Linked DNA regions of Mus musculus: all the other regions are linked to region 1. A link is a contact called in public ChIA-PET and Micro-C data. All regions are on one chromosome and are shown on one strand. Each heading gives the region's core, a stretch centred on a gene start, on an enhancer-like site or on the middle of the called end of the contact. The rest is flanking DNA. Distances are from core to core; before and after follow the strand shown. Region 1 has its middle 7.8 kb from the start of Mirlet7a-1. Region 2 has its middle 47 kb from the start of Fam120aos. Region 3 has its middle 27 kb from the start of Fam120aos. Region 4 overlaps Fam120a (family with sequence similarity 120, member A).

Region 1 (3,707 bases), core at 735-3,234:
GGTGGAACGGAACTGAGGTAGCAAAGCCTCCAGGACACAGGGTGGGCCTCTCCAAGGACCTCGGCTGAAGGAATTTGCTCTTTCAGGGCCCAGGGGGTGGCTTCTCTGTGGGCTACTCCTACTTTATAGGTCCCAATTCCCATAGTCTAGAATGTCTCTTTCTCTTAGGACGGAAACCAGAAGCTTCAGCCATCCGTCGCCAGTCAGGTGGCTATATTGAGGCATTTTGATTCTGTAAGTCACCTTCAAATTAGGTTTCTGTTTACTGAAAAAAAAAAAAAAGTAGAAAGAAAAAAAGGAAGAAAACGAAACAGCAAAATCCACACCGCTATGCCTACGAAGGAAAACCTACTGTGAGGAGTCCAGCTTTGTATGAAGAGTTGATGACATCGTGTGGTTTATAATCCTCTTTCTCACAGTATATCCTGAAGGTTGAAGCTCTTCCTCCCCATATCCTACCTATCCCACAAGGTTCACCACCCTCCTCTTCTTTTTGTTCACTTGTTCACTTTAGTCCCAAACTCTCCCATCTTCTAAACTCTCTTGTCATTTGCTTTGGACAGAGAATGTTAGGATGGCTTATAGTTGGAGTTTATAATATAAGCACTTTGCTGACGTGTACAGTGCCTTTTTCCCCTGGATGGATTGCAGATGAATGTTCATAGGGTTTTGTTGATGCTTGACTCTCTTGACTCTCTTTTTTAAACCGTGCAAACCTACTATCATTAAATAGTACCCCAACCCACCCACCAAAGAGCAGAGAGGTCTCCTAGTGCATGGAAAGTTCCAGTAAGAATGAAGAAATGCTTTTGCATTGATTTAAAAAAAAAGAATTCGTAAAGATTGCTTTGAAAAAGTTTTAGCACAAAAATTTCAATACATGGGAAAGAAAAAAAAAATAAAAGAGATAAAAGATACACCATAGGAGACCTAACTCCTTATGTGACAGATGGGTGAAGTGAGGTATGGAGTGGCCTTGGCGTCGAGCCCCGGAGCCCCCGAGAGGGAAGACTGAGTGAATCCAACATCTTGGGTACACGTGAAAACCGCCCCGAAAACTCTAGCACCTCCCGCCTCGCAGCCGGCAGAGCGGACGGAGGCCACGTGACACGACTTGTCCATCACCGCGGAGGGCGGGACTCAGAGGACGGTCCTCGCTATTCTCCCGGTCCTCCAGTAGGGAAAGAGGAGCCTGTCACGGTGGGCGGGCCAGACCCGCCTTCTCCGCGGCGGGGGCGGGCTCAGCCGTCACCCTCCAGTGGGGGTCCGGGTGAGCCCCGACCGGCTAAGGCGAGAGGGCGAGGCACACGTCCGTCAACAGCGTCCGCCAATAGGAATGCGCGCTGCCCGCAGCTCCCGCCCCCGCCTCGGATTCCCGGCGCGCGCGTAGCCTTCCCTCAGGCCGCCGAGGCGGCGCCCGCCCGCCCGCGCTTCCATCCGGGTTCTCGCGCGCTGCTCTCTCCCGGGCGCGGCGGTGGAGGGCCACGGTGGGGGGAAAGCCAGACCATTTCCCGTGGCGGCAGCGGGACGCCTTTATCCGCGAGCTTGAGGTGGGTACTGCGGGCGTGAAGGCGAGCGCGGGGACGTCGCCATTTTTCCCTCCTCCAGACTCAGCGGCGGCGGCAGCGGGCGACCAGGAGGGAAGACTTGGGGGCTGCCGCGCCGCACCCTGGGACCCGTGGGATGGCCTGGGCGCCTCGGGCAGGCGGGTGGCCCCGGGGCCGGTGGCCCACGGATGCCGTGGGCCTTGGGGCTCGGGCGGGGGAGGGGTGCCGCGTGGCCGCTGGCCTGCCCCAGCCCCCTCCGCTTCCCGCCCAGCTCCTCGGCGACCGGGCGGGGGAGGGGGGTCATTCTTCACATTCCTCACCTCGCCCCTCCCCCGCCGCTTCAATCAAACTTGCGGCGGACGGAAGTCCCGCCCTCTGGCTCGCGCCGGTTGGTCGGGGCTACCTCCCCGCTGTGGCGTGACTGGCTGCGGACGTAGCCGGGCCTCTATGACGTCACTTCCGCCGTCAGGTTTGTGGGCCGGGGAGACCTTGGCTTTGGTTGGGGGGGGTGGGATGGAGGAAGGTAGGAAGTGCGGGGGGCGGGGAGGGACGGGGCGGGGCGGGAAGGCGCTGGCAGGGAGGGAACGGAGAGCCAACGCTGGCTGCTTGCCCCTGCTCCGCTCGGCCAACTGCGGCCTGAGGGCCTGGAGCAGCTGCTGGGGCTGGAGGATCGCTGCGGCTGCCCGTCCTTGGCCAGGGGGAGGGGAGCGCGAGAGCGGGAGGAAACTGTATCCCAGGGGATGGGGTAGGAGATTTGCAGCTCGGTGGCACCGGAAACGAGACTGGCCTTTTGACTGGGGAGGCTGCAAACTCTTGGAAGCGGGTGGCCTCTCGGAGGCCGGCTAAGAAAACTTATCTCTCGGCGCGCTCTTTAGCGGAGGCAGGGTGGTAACCTTTATGCCCTTGGCCAGGACTGCCCTTCGGTGATCCCGCTTGTTAGTGCAGGGTCTGTGTCAGAAGTGATCGTCTGTGTTGTAGTTTTCAACTTTTTGTGTTAAAAGGATAATTATGAAAGGACAAGGGGGGGCGGAGAAAAACTTTAGAAACTTAGTTAAAATGGAAGACGATGACAGATTGCTTTTTTAACTGTTGAAAAATATTGGCAACCTGTTTTTGAAGTTTAAAACATTAGTGTTCTTGTTTTTGATTGCCTGATAATCTTGTGAAGAAAATTGAACAAGTAAACAATCTTTTTATAAGAAAAGTTAGTTTAGCCGGGCACGCCTTTAATCCCAGCACTTGGGAGGCAGAGGCAGGCGGATATCTGAGTTCTAGGCTAGCCTGGTCTACAAAGTGAGTATCAGGACAGCCAGGGCTACACAGAGAAACCCTGTCTCGAAAAAAGCCAAAAAAAGAAAAGTTAGTTTAATACAGATTTTTCAGCATTCTGGCCTTTCATTAGGTTCTGTCAGTTGAAGCAGTAATATTTGGGAAATTTGAAATTGTTAGTGTAACAAAAATACTAGTTGGAAATGTAAGAACTTTAATTAGAGAATAGAAATCTTCCAAATTAAGTCGGGTCTAAAAAGTGTTATCAAAATTGTGTAGATGGGGCGTGCATTTTACCCTATGGGTAATTTTATTGTAGAAATTGATAGTTTTGTAGACTTGAAGCAAGCTGTGCCCTCCCCCACTATAAATTGAAGTTGTGCTGATTTGAGACTTAGTAATTTTTCAAGCTGGAAAGGTAGAGGAATGCAAAACATGTGGCTATAAAGAAGGTGTTGGCACACAAGTTTAATCCCAGCACTCAGGAGGCAGAGGCAGGTGGATCTCAAGAGTTTTGAGGGCAGCCTGATCTACAGAGCAAGTTCCAGGACAGCCAGGACTGCACAGATAAAACCTGTTTCAAAAACAAACAAACAACAAAAAAAAGTACTTCAGTTCACAGAGTGAAGTATTAAAACAAATGGTCCTGCTGGAGTTGTTGCTCAGTGATAGAAAGCTTGTCAGACATGCCTGAATTGGTGGGTTGAGTTTCCAGTACTAATAAAATAAATGCTCATAATAATTTAATGTTAGTAAGTCTCATTTAGATTTCTTGAGGGTCCTGGGAAATGTCCCTAGTAAACCTCCTCCAGAACTAAGGAAACTAATTGGTTTAGAGAATAGCATCCTAAATATCAAGTTCCTTTTATTTCAGTAACTAATGTTACAGAA
Region 2 (3,707 bases), core at 316-2,815, 470 kb before region 1:
CCACCCGTAATGAAATCTGATGCCCTCTTCTGGTGTGTCTGAAGACAGCTACAGTGTACTTACATATAATAATAAATAAATCATTTATTTAAAAAGTATAAAAATTAGCTGAGAAATTAGCTAAGCATGTTCATGCTTTTAATCCCAGCTCTCAGGAGGCACAGGTAGCCAGATTTCTGTGAGTTCAGGGCTACATAGTGAGACTGTCTCAAAAAAAAAAAAAAAAAAAAAAAAGGAAAAGAAGAAAGGATAATATTAAAGATAGGTTAATTTAAAAGATAGGTTTTTAGAGTTGAACTAAATGATTATTCATTTTAATGTATACAAGAAGACTCATTCATGAGTTAGCCTCTGCTCCCTTTCTTATTTGTTGCCCCAAATGCAAGCTGTGTAGCTGACACGTGACTTCACAGTTGGTGGCACTTGGAAAAATAAGCCAAGCCTGCTGAGCGATCCAGGCATGACAGCTTCAAGCTGTAAACCATGTATATCCCAGACACAAGAGAACCAGGGCTGCCTCAGGCTCTGAGCTTGCTGACTGAGAGGCCCTCAAGGGTGGTGGGCAGGGAGGGGACTCATGGGTTGAGGCTGCGGGCATCACTAATGCAGCGGCTGGCGTATCCCCAGAAGCGGGGGCAGGGCAGGCACCAAGACTAAGCTGGCCTGGAAACTGGCCCACCAGATGGAAAGCGCGCGTCACACCGCGCCTCTCCCGGACTAAAGGCTCTTTATTCACAAGACAGCCTGGCACTAGGAACACCGTATTCATTTTCTTGTAGCTGCCCCGTCACACGTGCCAAGAGAGAATTCATGTCTCACAGCACGCAGACTGCCATGTCTTCGTGTTTAATTTTCTTCCAAATTCCCTCGCCTCCTGTATCTGGACAGCCAGGAGAGCCCCTGGAGGCGATGCTTTAAGAACGTGCACTTGACAGAGAGACACATTTCCCCTTCGCGTATGAAGGTAGAGTGCTTTGCGTCCTTCCTCTTCAAAGCGGAGATCCATTTCTACAGTGTGCTGTGCCAGCAAAAGCCGCGCTTTTAATACAACGAAATCCCTCCCTCCCCCCCAAAAGCACTCTGAGCTCTGGAAAAAGGAATGATTCTACCACCAGTGAGCCACACAGGCACCGTGTGTTTCACACAGAAGGCTCCAAGGCCTGCAGCACAAATACCACCTCCTTGAGCGTTTCCAGTTAAGGACTCGAACAACTCGAACCCTACGGGCCTCAGCTGCAAAAAAAAAAAAAAAAAAAAAAAAGCAACTGTCTGGGCTGGAGATACAGTTCACCAGTTAGGATGCTTTGCTGTTCTTGTAGTTCTGGGTTTGGGTCCCTGGCATCCACATCTGTAACACACAGCCAATGAACACAAGCACGCACGGAGCCCAGACACAGAGGAACACGTACGTACACAAACAAAAGAATTATTAAAATGACCAACAACATGTGGATGAACAGTGAGAAGATTTCAAGCAGAATAATTTGCATGTAGCTCACAGCTGCTACGTGCAGTACGGTCTGCGGGAAGCCCGGTCCATCCCAGGCAGTGGAACCTCCTGGTGGTGGAGTTTAGAGGGAGAAAGTTAGGTCGTTGAGGGGCGGGCCTTTGAAGGGGATGTTGAGACACTCCTGCACCTCCCCCACTCTCTCCTCAGCTGCCAGAAGGTGAACAGGCCTCCTCTGTGTTACCGGCTAGAGGTCTCGATCAGGTTCATTTTCTATACCAGTTAAAAAACTAGCCGGAAGGAAAAGTGTTAGCGTTTTGTCTAAGCTCCGCCCCACAGTTATCTGGCAACAGCCAGGTGTGCCTGACTCACTATAAAAGGGGCTGCTTGCCCTCTCCTCTCTTTCTTGCTCATGTCTTCTTGCTCCCACTCTGTCCTTTCCCCTTTCCCCTCTCTCCATTCTCTTACCTACCCTTTCTCTCCACGTGCTCATGGCCCGCCTCTTCTCCTCTCCTCCCCTCCCTTCTCCTTCCTTCCTTCCTTCCTTCTCCTCTCCTCCCCTCTCCTCTTTTCTCTTCTCTCTCTCTCTCTCTCTCTCTCTCTCCCCCTCCCTCTCTCCCTCCCTCCCCTTCCCCTCCCTGTCTCTCTCCGTCTGTCTGTCTTTCTCTGTCTCTACTACCCTCTCAACTCCCCTCCCCATGCCCTGAATAAACTCTATACTATACCTTGGTGTGGCTGGTCCCTCAGGGGGAAGGGATGCCTCAGCATGGGTCTGCAGAGGCACCCCCTTCCCCCACACCTGACTACACCTCTCCAAAACATATTCCTTCTCTCTTTATCTTTTTATAAACACAATAGAAAGACCTCAAGTGCAGCAGGTAGCAATGGGGGAAACCTCGGGCACAGCAGAAAGAAGAGGCTCTGCAAAGCGGGGGTGGGGGGTGGGGGTGGGGGCTAGCTTGGGAAGCAGAAGTCCAGTGTCCCGGTGAGGGCTGTGCTTTTCAGGGTCTTCCCTCCCAATTTGGGGTTGGACAAAGACAGGGAGGCTGATAGGCCCACCAGTTTAGGGTAAACACATCCTGGTCTAGCCTTGGACTTGTCAGACCAGTCCACATGGTGGATGGGCAGGGGGCCCTACTAGCAGGGAAAAGCTCTCCAGGCCTTTGTTTGAATCTGCCAGGCTCTTGCCATAGGTCAGGAAGTTGAAGAAGGAGCCTGCCATATTGGAAGCCCACTGTTTTTATTAACTAGTCATGGCCTCTTTTCCTGTCTGTCTGTCTGTCAGGGAATCTGCCTAACTCCAGGGTCTTCAGCCTTCACACATGTCCAAAACCAGCAAAGCCAATCGACTATGAACTGAATCCCTAAAACCACAGGCCCAAATTATCTTTTTTAAGTTCTTTAACCCATGCATTTTTTTGTCACAGCAACAGGAAGTTAACACGCTATTCCCAAAGAGTTAGGTGAACATAAGAAATACTTTTACTTACTTCATTTTAAATTTTTTGATAAAATTTGTAAACCCATAATTTTTAAAAGCCTGGCACACCCCTAAATACAAGAAAAGAGACTGAAAACTTAATGCACAACATAATCAGGTTTCTCAAAATACAAAGAGAAGATGTGAAACATCCCCCCCCACCCCCCCCATGAGAGTTCAAGCCCGCAGGAGCATTCACAACCACAGACTTTCCAAAGACAAAATGTAAGCAAGCAGGGAAGGGACAGCAGCTCAAGCAGCGAAGGGTTACACTGTCAACGCAGGAGTCAACGCTGAGAGCAAGTGTTGTTCAGGAACCAAGGGGTGAGCCTGCTCTGGTGGCACAGGTATGTGACCCCAGTGGACAGGAGGGTGACCCCAGCGGACAGGAGGACCAGGTGTTCCAGACCAGCCTGGGCTATACAGTGAGTCTTCTCTGGAAAGCAAGGACTGAGGCTGGTTGGAGTTCATTGAGAGTATTTGCCCAGCCCCAAACTGGATCCTCCGGCACTCTAAGAAACAGAATAACAAAAGAACAAAGGTAGGACTTCCTGTTTCGGGTCACCACTCTTTACTAACAAGTAGTGGGGAAAGTAGTTTCTTTTGTATCCACTTCAATGGAGGTTGCAAGGCAAGTGAGTATGGGAGAGGGCAGACACAGCACACAGGAGCTAAGGCTCGTCATCACATTGGAATGGCCACCTGTAAGGAAACCAGACAGTCACTGGCTTTCTGGAATGTGTCACTGTGGGTGAGTTGAGAATGGCAGCTTTGTGGACC
Region 3 (3,707 bases), core at 601-3,100, 450 kb before region 1:
TACCAAGTGGTTTCCCACGGCAACAGCACAAGGTGGTTGGTTTTAATTGTCAACTTGATGCAATCGCGGATCACCTAGGAAGAGAGTCTCAGTGAGGAATTGTCTAGAACATTTGCCCAATGGGCATAGCTGTCTTGACAACGGTAACTGATAATAAGAAGGCCCACCAAGTTTGGTGAAACCACTCCTGGGCTGGGGATCCTGGGATGTGTTCCAGTGGGGACTATGAGCTGCACAGTAGCACTGTTGTGATACTATCTGCTTCCTAACTATAATGTGACCAGCTGCTACGTGAAGTTCCTGCAGGCTTGACTACCCCCACAGCAATGGACCTATAACCCAGAAGTGGGAGCTCAGTAAACCCTTTCTCCTCTAAGCTGCAGTTGTCAGAGTATTTGATCATAGCAGTGGGAGATGAAACTAAGGCATGTCCTGCTTCATTTTGTAATCAGCAACACCAAAGAGGTCATAACTGTGCTATAGTCTGGGTAGGAATGTGTGTGTTCTCTATTAGTTCATGGTTTAGGAGTTTAGTCGTCAGCTGACGATGTGTAAGGCAGAGCAGGGTCATTAAGAGACGAAGCCTGGGACCTCGGACATGACTCAGAGAGTTAAGTGCTTACCGAGCAAGCAAGAGGAGCTGAGTTTGTACCCTAAGCATACACGCACACACACACACACACACACACACACACACACACACACGCACACACACACAAGCCAGGCAGTACATCTGTTACCCCAGCTCTGGGCGGAGGGTTACAAAACTAGACAGGTCCCTGGAGCTTCCTGGCCAGCTAGCCTAGCCCCCATAGCAAGCTCTAGTTTCAATGAGAGCCTGTCTTTAAAAAAAAAAAAAAAAAAAAAAAGTATTAAGTTATTCTGTAAATACTTGCACTATAGAATTAACGTTTTAAATTTAAAAAGGGAAAATCTAAGTCTCTAATCTTAATGAAGCTAACCTTTCCACTTAAGTTAGCTTTGTGTATTTTACCACAGTTTTAAAAAAACTGATCCTGGAGAGACGGCTCAGTGGTTAAGAGCAATGACTGCTATTCCAAAGGTCCTGAGTTCAATTCCCAGCAACCACATGGTGACTCACAACCATCTGTAATGGGATCTGATACCCTCTTCTGGTGAGTCTGAAGACAGCTACAGTGTACTCCTATAAATAAAATAAATAAATCTTTTAAAAATTGTTCTGTTGGGGCTGGTGAGATGGTTCAGAAAGTTCAGGTTCAGAACTCCGTGAACTCTGAGTAAAATCTTAGTGCTTTTTCTCTTATCACTGTGAAGATGGTAGGTTTTGTTAAATGATATTTATTTAGTGTGTGTATGTGTACACCTATGTGTGAGTGTGTGCATGAGTGCATTTGTGTGTGAGAGTGAGTGTGTGTGTGTGTGTGTAGAGAGAGGGAGAGGGAGAGATAATGCCAGTCTCTGTATATGTGTGATTCATATACCCCAGTGCTCATGTGGAGGTCAGAGGACAACTTGTGGGAGTGGGTCCTAGACATCAAACTCAGGTCCTCAGGCTTGGTGGCAAGCACTGTTTGTAATCCTCTGAGCACTTGAGGATCTTAGCAAAGTTTTATAAATAAAATGTCGATAAAATGCACTAGGCTGGTTTTCACTTTGATTTCATGAAGTGGTGGCAGGGTCAGTCTTCCGGTCTTCAGTGGGGATTAGGAGCTGGCAGAACTTGAGAATGGGGACTGGGGCTGCCTTCTCAGATGCTCACTTGAATCCTCTGCTTGGTTTCCAGAGGTGGCTTCCTGTCTCTCTATTCATGCATGCACTGTGCCCGCTCTTTCCTTTGTAGATCTGCAAGGCACCCTCCCTTTACTGTGCAGAAGTCCTGGTCCAGGAAGTACTGTTGCTTAGCAACAGGTTAACAAGTTCTTCCTCTCTGTGGCCCATGACAAAAGAGCTGAGCACAACCTCCACAGCACTCATTTATCCAACAAATGTACAGATAGTCTCGTGTGCAGGGTTACAGATGAGCAGGAGATCTTTGTCTGTATTTAGCTACAGCAGAATGAGTGAAGATGCATTCTTTTAAGTCAGACATGTATTAATTGTTATTTGACTTGATTTTAAGTTTTTCTAAATTTATTATATGTATGTGTATGCATATATCTACATGTTCCTGGTGTATGTGTGTGTATGTATGTGTGTGTGTGTGTGTGTGTGTGTGTACTTATACATGTTCCTTGCAGGTACCCTTGGAGGCCAGAACAAGGTGTCAGACTCCCTGGAGCTAAGTTATGGGGGCACCTAGGGAGGGAAGTGTGAACAGAACTCAGAGGTGACTAACGAGCTATCTTCGCAGCCCCTCTGACATTGTTTTCTAAAGGAATATCTGTTATTTGTTGACAGCTTCATATAATGTACCTTGAGCATCTCTGTCCCTAGTCTCCCCTATCATTATTCTCTCACTTTCATGGTCTCGTCTTTGTTATTTTTTTTTTTTTTTTTTTTTGTAACCCACTGAGTCCAATTAGCAGTGCCACTCTAGCCTCTGAAGGCACCAGGCACATACATGGCACACAGACATACCTGTAGTAACACACCCATATGTATAAAATACTGAGATAATTTACATACTGCTCACCCAACTATGTGTGCCGTTTATGTGCTACAATATTGTTTTTTTTAAGCTATATATTTGTCATTACTGTGTGTACATGATGTGTGTGTGTGTGTGTAAGAGTGTGTATGTGTGTGTGTGACTGTGTGTGTGTGTATGTGTGTGAGTGTGTGTGTGTGTATGTGTGTGAGTGTGTGTGTGTGTGTGTGTGTGTATGAGAATGGGCTTCTGTTCACTCCGCACTGCTTGTCTGCTTGTGTGGATTCCAGAGAACAATTTTCCGGAGCCGATTCTCTCCTTTCCAGTGTGGTCCCACAGATCCAACTCAGTTGCTTGGCTGAGCTGCAAGCAGCCATACTTTATGAACCATCTCACCAGCCCCAACAGGATCAGGTTTTTAAAAAAGACTTATTTATTTTATTTATATGAGTACACTGTAGCTGTCTTCAGACACACATCAGAAGAGTGCATCAGACCACATTACAGATGGTTGTGAGTTACCATGTAATTGCTAGGAATTGAACTCAGGACCTCTGGAAGAGTGGTCAGTGCTCTTAACCATTGAGCCAGCTCTCCAGTCCCCAGGATCAGTTTTTTTAAAACTGTGGTAAAATACACATAACGTAAACTTTCCCATTTAACCATCTTATGGTGTACAATTAATGGCTTTTATTTACAATGTTTCACAGTTGCCACCAATATATAGTTCCCTAATTTTCATAACCCGAAAAAGAAGCTGAATAATTCAGGGCTGGAGATACAACTCAGTGGTTAAGAGCATATACTACTCTTGCAGAAGACCTGAATTTGGTTCCCAGCACCCATGGTGAGCAAATAAAATTTAAAAGAAGGTATCCAATGCTGCCGGATATTTGATCATAGTATGAACCCTAAGGTTGTGTTGTTTACTGGAAAAACCTGTTTCTAGTTGTGGTGTGGCTCAGCCTTAGCCACACCTTTAATCCTTCTAATTGGAATACAGACACACTTACTACACACTTTATTTCCAAACAATAAAAGTAAAGTTAGTTTGTAGAAGGGAGCAGCCATGTTTGAAAGTGATGTGCAATTGAGTGGCAGACACAGTGATGAATCAGAGAAAGATTTGTCAGAGAAG
Region 4 (3,707 bases), core at 419-2,918, 380 kb before region 1:
GTCTGCTTATGCTTTGCACACAGAAGTGTTTCAGAATTGCGTGTTTGTGTGCTAGCATGAAATGAGCACTAGACCCTGCGTCGGCCCATCTAATACAAACACTTGCTGCAGGGCCTCGGGCGTCCTGCTCTCTTGTGATGGCGTCACCACGTGAATATTAAAGAGAGGTTTATGTGAAGTATTTGTTAGTGGCAGATACTCTATCACAGGCAGAATGGCCTAAAGGACGCCAAAGACTGACTCGGGGTTAGAGTGCTGACAGTTGGAGGAAGCAGGAAGATGTTTGGTTTTCACTACAGTAACAGAATATCTCAAGCTGAATAACATTTCTAAAGACAAAGACTGGGCTGTCGAGGTGGATCACAGGGAAAAGGTGTGATCTGTTTCCAGTCCTGAAGACCTGAGTGCCATCCCCAGATCTCAACACAGTGGAAGCAAAGAACCACCTCCCCCAACTTTCCCTCAAACTTCACACCATGGCACACATGTAACAAAATAAGCCAAAAATTGTTTTGTTTCTTTTTGTTTGTTTTTATTTTTCAAGACAAGGTTTTTTTGTGTAGTTCTGACTGTCCTGGAATTTGATCAATAGACCAGGCTGGCATTGAATCCAGATATCCACTTGCCCCTGCCTCCTGGGTGTTGAGATTAAAAGCATGCACCACCACCAACCAGCTAAATAAAAATGCTTATTTAGCTGACACTTCTGGAAACTCAAGGCTGTGGCACTGGGCTCAGCTCAGCTCTAGTGAGGACGTCATAGCACATGGGACCACAGTGGCAGTTCTGTGCTGTGACAGAGAGCATACTCTGAGACTGGAAGTGAGAGACAGATGGGTCCACAAGCCCATCGATGGGCCTTTAGTGGCTCCCACTGTGCTCCAGGGCTTGAAGATTTCACCCATCCATCACCTTCAGTAGCACCAAACTGAGGACCAAGTGTCCACCACATGAAACCACAGTACCTGGGTCAGGAAGCAGCAGCTGCAGTCTGAGTAGTTACCGGAGATTGTGTGAACAACACAGCACTCACAGGGCATCCAGGAACAGGAAGTGAGGTGAAAAGCAGTATCTGCTTTTTATATCTGAGTTTCTAAAGAGTTTGAAAAGGAAATTGTGTGGAAAATGTACTGATTTTTCTTTTTTCCTCTATCATTCCCCCAAATAATGCAGTATAGCAACTCTTTGCATAGCATTTGCCTTGCAGTTATTTAGTCTTTGCTGTTCTTAGTCTTTCTCTGTAGGTGTACAGGAGGGGGCATACAGGCTCTGTGGATAGATTCTATGCACAGATTCTCTGTGTGTAGGTTCTATACATTATACAGAAAGGACTTGGACAGTGGTATCCCCTGGGATTTCTGGGATAACAGTTACCAGGATATCCTTACAATACTTTGGGAATACTGACTGTACACATGACATTGTACATTGATCAAGGCTAGTGGCATGTCTTGGCATCTTATGTAAACAAGGTGAATTCTAAATTAAGTTAGAATGTCTGTGAAGTACATTCATGTTTTCAGTCATTAAATGATATTTAAGTGTTTGTGGATAGACGGATAGACTTGGCTGAGATTTCAGTTCCATTTTGTGTAATAATCTTTTCAAAGGGCAGCACCTTGAACTTATGAGGGCTCTCTCTCTGGGCCTGATCTGATTAAAAACAAACAAAACAAACACAAAAACCCTTACCCTTTCAGGACTAATATCCTGGGGCCAAGCTTCCAATGTCAGACTTTGCAGAGATGTCAGAAGCTGAACCAGAAAACTAACGAAACAAAAAACTTCCCTTTGACAACCATTCCTCACCTCATTCTTGGTTGGTTTGTTTGTTTGTTTTGTTTTGATTTTTGTTTTTTGTTTTTTTGTTTTTCGAGACAGGCCTTCTCTGTGCAGGCCTGGCTGTCCTGGAACTCACTCTGTAGACCAGTCTGGCCTCGAACTCAGAGATCCGCCTGCCTCTGCCTCCCGAGTGCTGGGATTAAAGGCGTGTGCCACCACGCCTGGCTCTCATTCTTGTTTTTCTTCTGCTTTGAGGTGCTAGAGAATCAGTCCCAGAGCCCAAGTATTCTAGGCAAGCATTCAGCAGTGAACTCTAGTGGTTTGGGTATTGTTGGAGAATGAGAAAAGAATGTGTTCAGGTAATGTCTTTGTCCGGCCTAGAGATTTTTAAAGTAAGCATATAGGTTATTGAGAAGGCTTGGCTGATAAAGGTAAAGGCCCTGCTGATGCAGCTGCCTTCCCGAGTTGGATTCCCCAGAACTTGTATAATGGGAGAGGAGAACTGACTGACTGTAGGAAGTTATCTGTCAGCTTCCACACATTCGCAGTGCTGTGTGTTGGCATACAGTGGTTTGTGTCCCTGCACACTGCCAGTTATAGCTTGTTGTGAGTTACCACTCTGAACACAAGTATGAGAAAGACTTGAGTTCTCACAATTTGTGGCTTAAAGTGGTAATGCAAGCCCTAATGCCCTACTAGTTATATGAACATTGGCGAGTGCTCAGGGACATTCCAAAGCTGCATGAGTGAAGCTAGGGTCCTTATTATCTCAGCTACCTTTCTGCTACTGTGGAGAGACACCATGGCTAAGTGTCTTTTAAGTTCCAGAGGATGAGACCATGACCATTGTGGCAGGGAGTAAGGCAGCAGGCAGGCTGGGCACTGAAGCAATTGTACACATCTGATCCAGAAGTGGGAGGCAGAGTGCTACTATGGAATGGCATTGACTTGAGAAGCTTGCTTCAATAACACACCTTCTCCAGTAAGGCCATACCTAATCCTTCCACCAACTGGGGATTAAGTATTCACATGTTTGAGCCTGGGGATGGGGTGAGGGGAGGGGGAGGGAGAGGGGCTATGATTCTCATTCAAACACCACATTTAAGTAAATGAACTATACACTCTTGGTCAGAGGGTTAAAATTGTCAAAGCTACTCTTGAGATGACTCAGCAGGCAAAGGCACTTGCTGCCACTCCTGACACTGGAGTAAGGGAAAGATAACTTATACATATTGTCCTCTGACCTCCAAAGACATGTTGTGTCATGTGTACGTCTGGTGTGCACACAGTGCACCCACACAAAATTAATGAATAAAGATGTAATAATAATAAAAACTTTGTTGCTGGTGAGCGTAACTTTAATTTTTTTCAAAGCCAACCTTTTTTTTTTTGTTTGTTTTTTTTTTTGTTTTTTCGAGACAGGGTTTCTCTGTGTAGCCCTGGCTGTCCTGGAACTCACTCTGTAGACCAGGCTGGCCTAAAACTCAGAAATCCGCCTGCCTCTGCCTCCCAAGTACTGGGATTAAAGGCGTGCGCCACTACACACCTGGCTTCAAAGACAACTTTTAACGATGGTTCTTAAATGCTTAACCTCCCTTCTAGCCACCTAGACTTTCTGTTGTTTCACATCTTCAACAGCATTTGACAGTTTTAATTTCCACCCACCAGAGGTACTGGAAAAGAAAGGCTATTATGATACGGGGGAAGTGGACCTGTTTAGAAATGGTCTTTTGGAGCAAATCCCATCTGCATTGTCAGGAAATCAGCAGTTCAGTTCATAGGTCAGCAGCGGCAGCTCAGTCCACTCACAAACATGCCACAGATATATCAGCAGTCCATTTCAGTCGGGTCAGGATAGCAGCAGTGGTGGCACAACCTGACAGGAAGAGCCAGGCCTTAGCTGGATCATTCAGCACGTGCCAGCA

What was found. A called contact is a pair of places that touch in the nucleus more often than the background predicts. ChIA-PET counts read pairs in DNA pulled down with a chosen protein or histone mark.
Region 2: a contact with region 1 is called in a Micro-C map of embryonic stem cells, with 2.4 times the contacts expected there. The contact joins two enhancer-like sites. A contact is called at or near these places in 3 of 39 promoter capture datasets (hippocampal neurons, pre-B cells and stem cell-derived epiblast-like cells), 5 of 484 Hi-C or Micro-C datasets (all in embryonic stem cells) and 10 of 115 datasets of contacts at active chromatin or transcription factors (astrocytes, embryonic forebrain, embryonic stem cells and 3 more).
Region 3: an RNA polymerase II ChIA-PET map of memory CD8 T cells shows a contact between it and region 1, with 12 read pairs. The contact joins two enhancer-like sites. A contact is called at or near these places in 2 of 39 promoter capture datasets (hippocampal neurons and pre-B cells), 2 of 484 Hi-C or Micro-C datasets (the G1E-ER4 cell line and embryonic stem cells) and 5 of 115 datasets of contacts at active chromatin or transcription factors (the SCID.adh cell line, embryonic forebrain, embryonic midbrain and 2 more).
Region 4: a contact with region 1 is called in an RNA polymerase II ChIA-PET map of memory CD8 T cells, with 18 read pairs. The contact joins two enhancer-like sites. A contact is called at or near these places in 2 of 39 promoter capture datasets (the HPC-7 cell line and frontonasal cranial neural crest), 1 of 115 datasets of contacts at active chromatin or transcription factors (memory CD8 T cells) and 1 of 9 other capture datasets (embryonic stem cells).

The regions. Positions count from the first base shown.
Region 1 is chr13:48,544,193-48,547,899 of GRCm38.p6, reverse strand. No RefSeq gene overlaps it. Among named protein-coding and RNA genes, the nearest start is that of Mirlet7a-1, 7.8 kb to the right of the region's middle. Within about 2 kb of position 1,984, at least 414 of the 459 cell types and tissues checked have an H3K27ac peak or open chromatin away from gene starts, as enhancers often do. A contact at or near this core is called in the HPC-7 cell line, embryonic stem cells, hippocampal neurons and 2 more, where this site is marked.
Region 2 is chr13:49,013,434-49,017,140 of GRCm38.p6, reverse strand. No RefSeq gene overlaps it. Among named protein-coding and RNA genes, the nearest start is that of Fam120aos, 47 kb to the right of the region's middle. Within about 2 kb of position 1,565, at least 145 of the 459 cell types and tissues checked have an H3K27ac peak or open chromatin away from gene starts, as enhancers often do. A contact at or near this core is called in embryonic stem cells, hippocampal neurons and stem cell-derived epiblast-like cells, where this site is marked.
Region 3 is chr13:48,993,239-48,996,945 of GRCm38.p6, reverse strand. No RefSeq gene overlaps it. Among named protein-coding and RNA genes, the nearest start is that of Fam120aos, 27 kb to the right of the region's middle. Within about 2 kb of position 1,850, at least 54 of the 459 cell types and tissues checked have an H3K27ac peak or open chromatin away from gene starts, as enhancers often do. A contact at or near this core is called in memory CD8 T cells, where this site is marked.
Region 4 is chr13:48,927,057-48,930,763 of GRCm38.p6, reverse strand. The region is part of intron 5 of Fam120a (family with sequence similarity 120, member A); the gene reads left to right. Among named protein-coding and RNA genes, the nearest start is that of Fam120a, 39 kb to the left of the region's middle. Within about 2 kb of position 1,668, at least 36 of the 459 cell types and tissues checked have an H3K27ac peak or open chromatin away from gene starts, as enhancers often do. A contact at or near this core is called in the HPC-7 cell line and memory CD8 T cells, where this site is marked.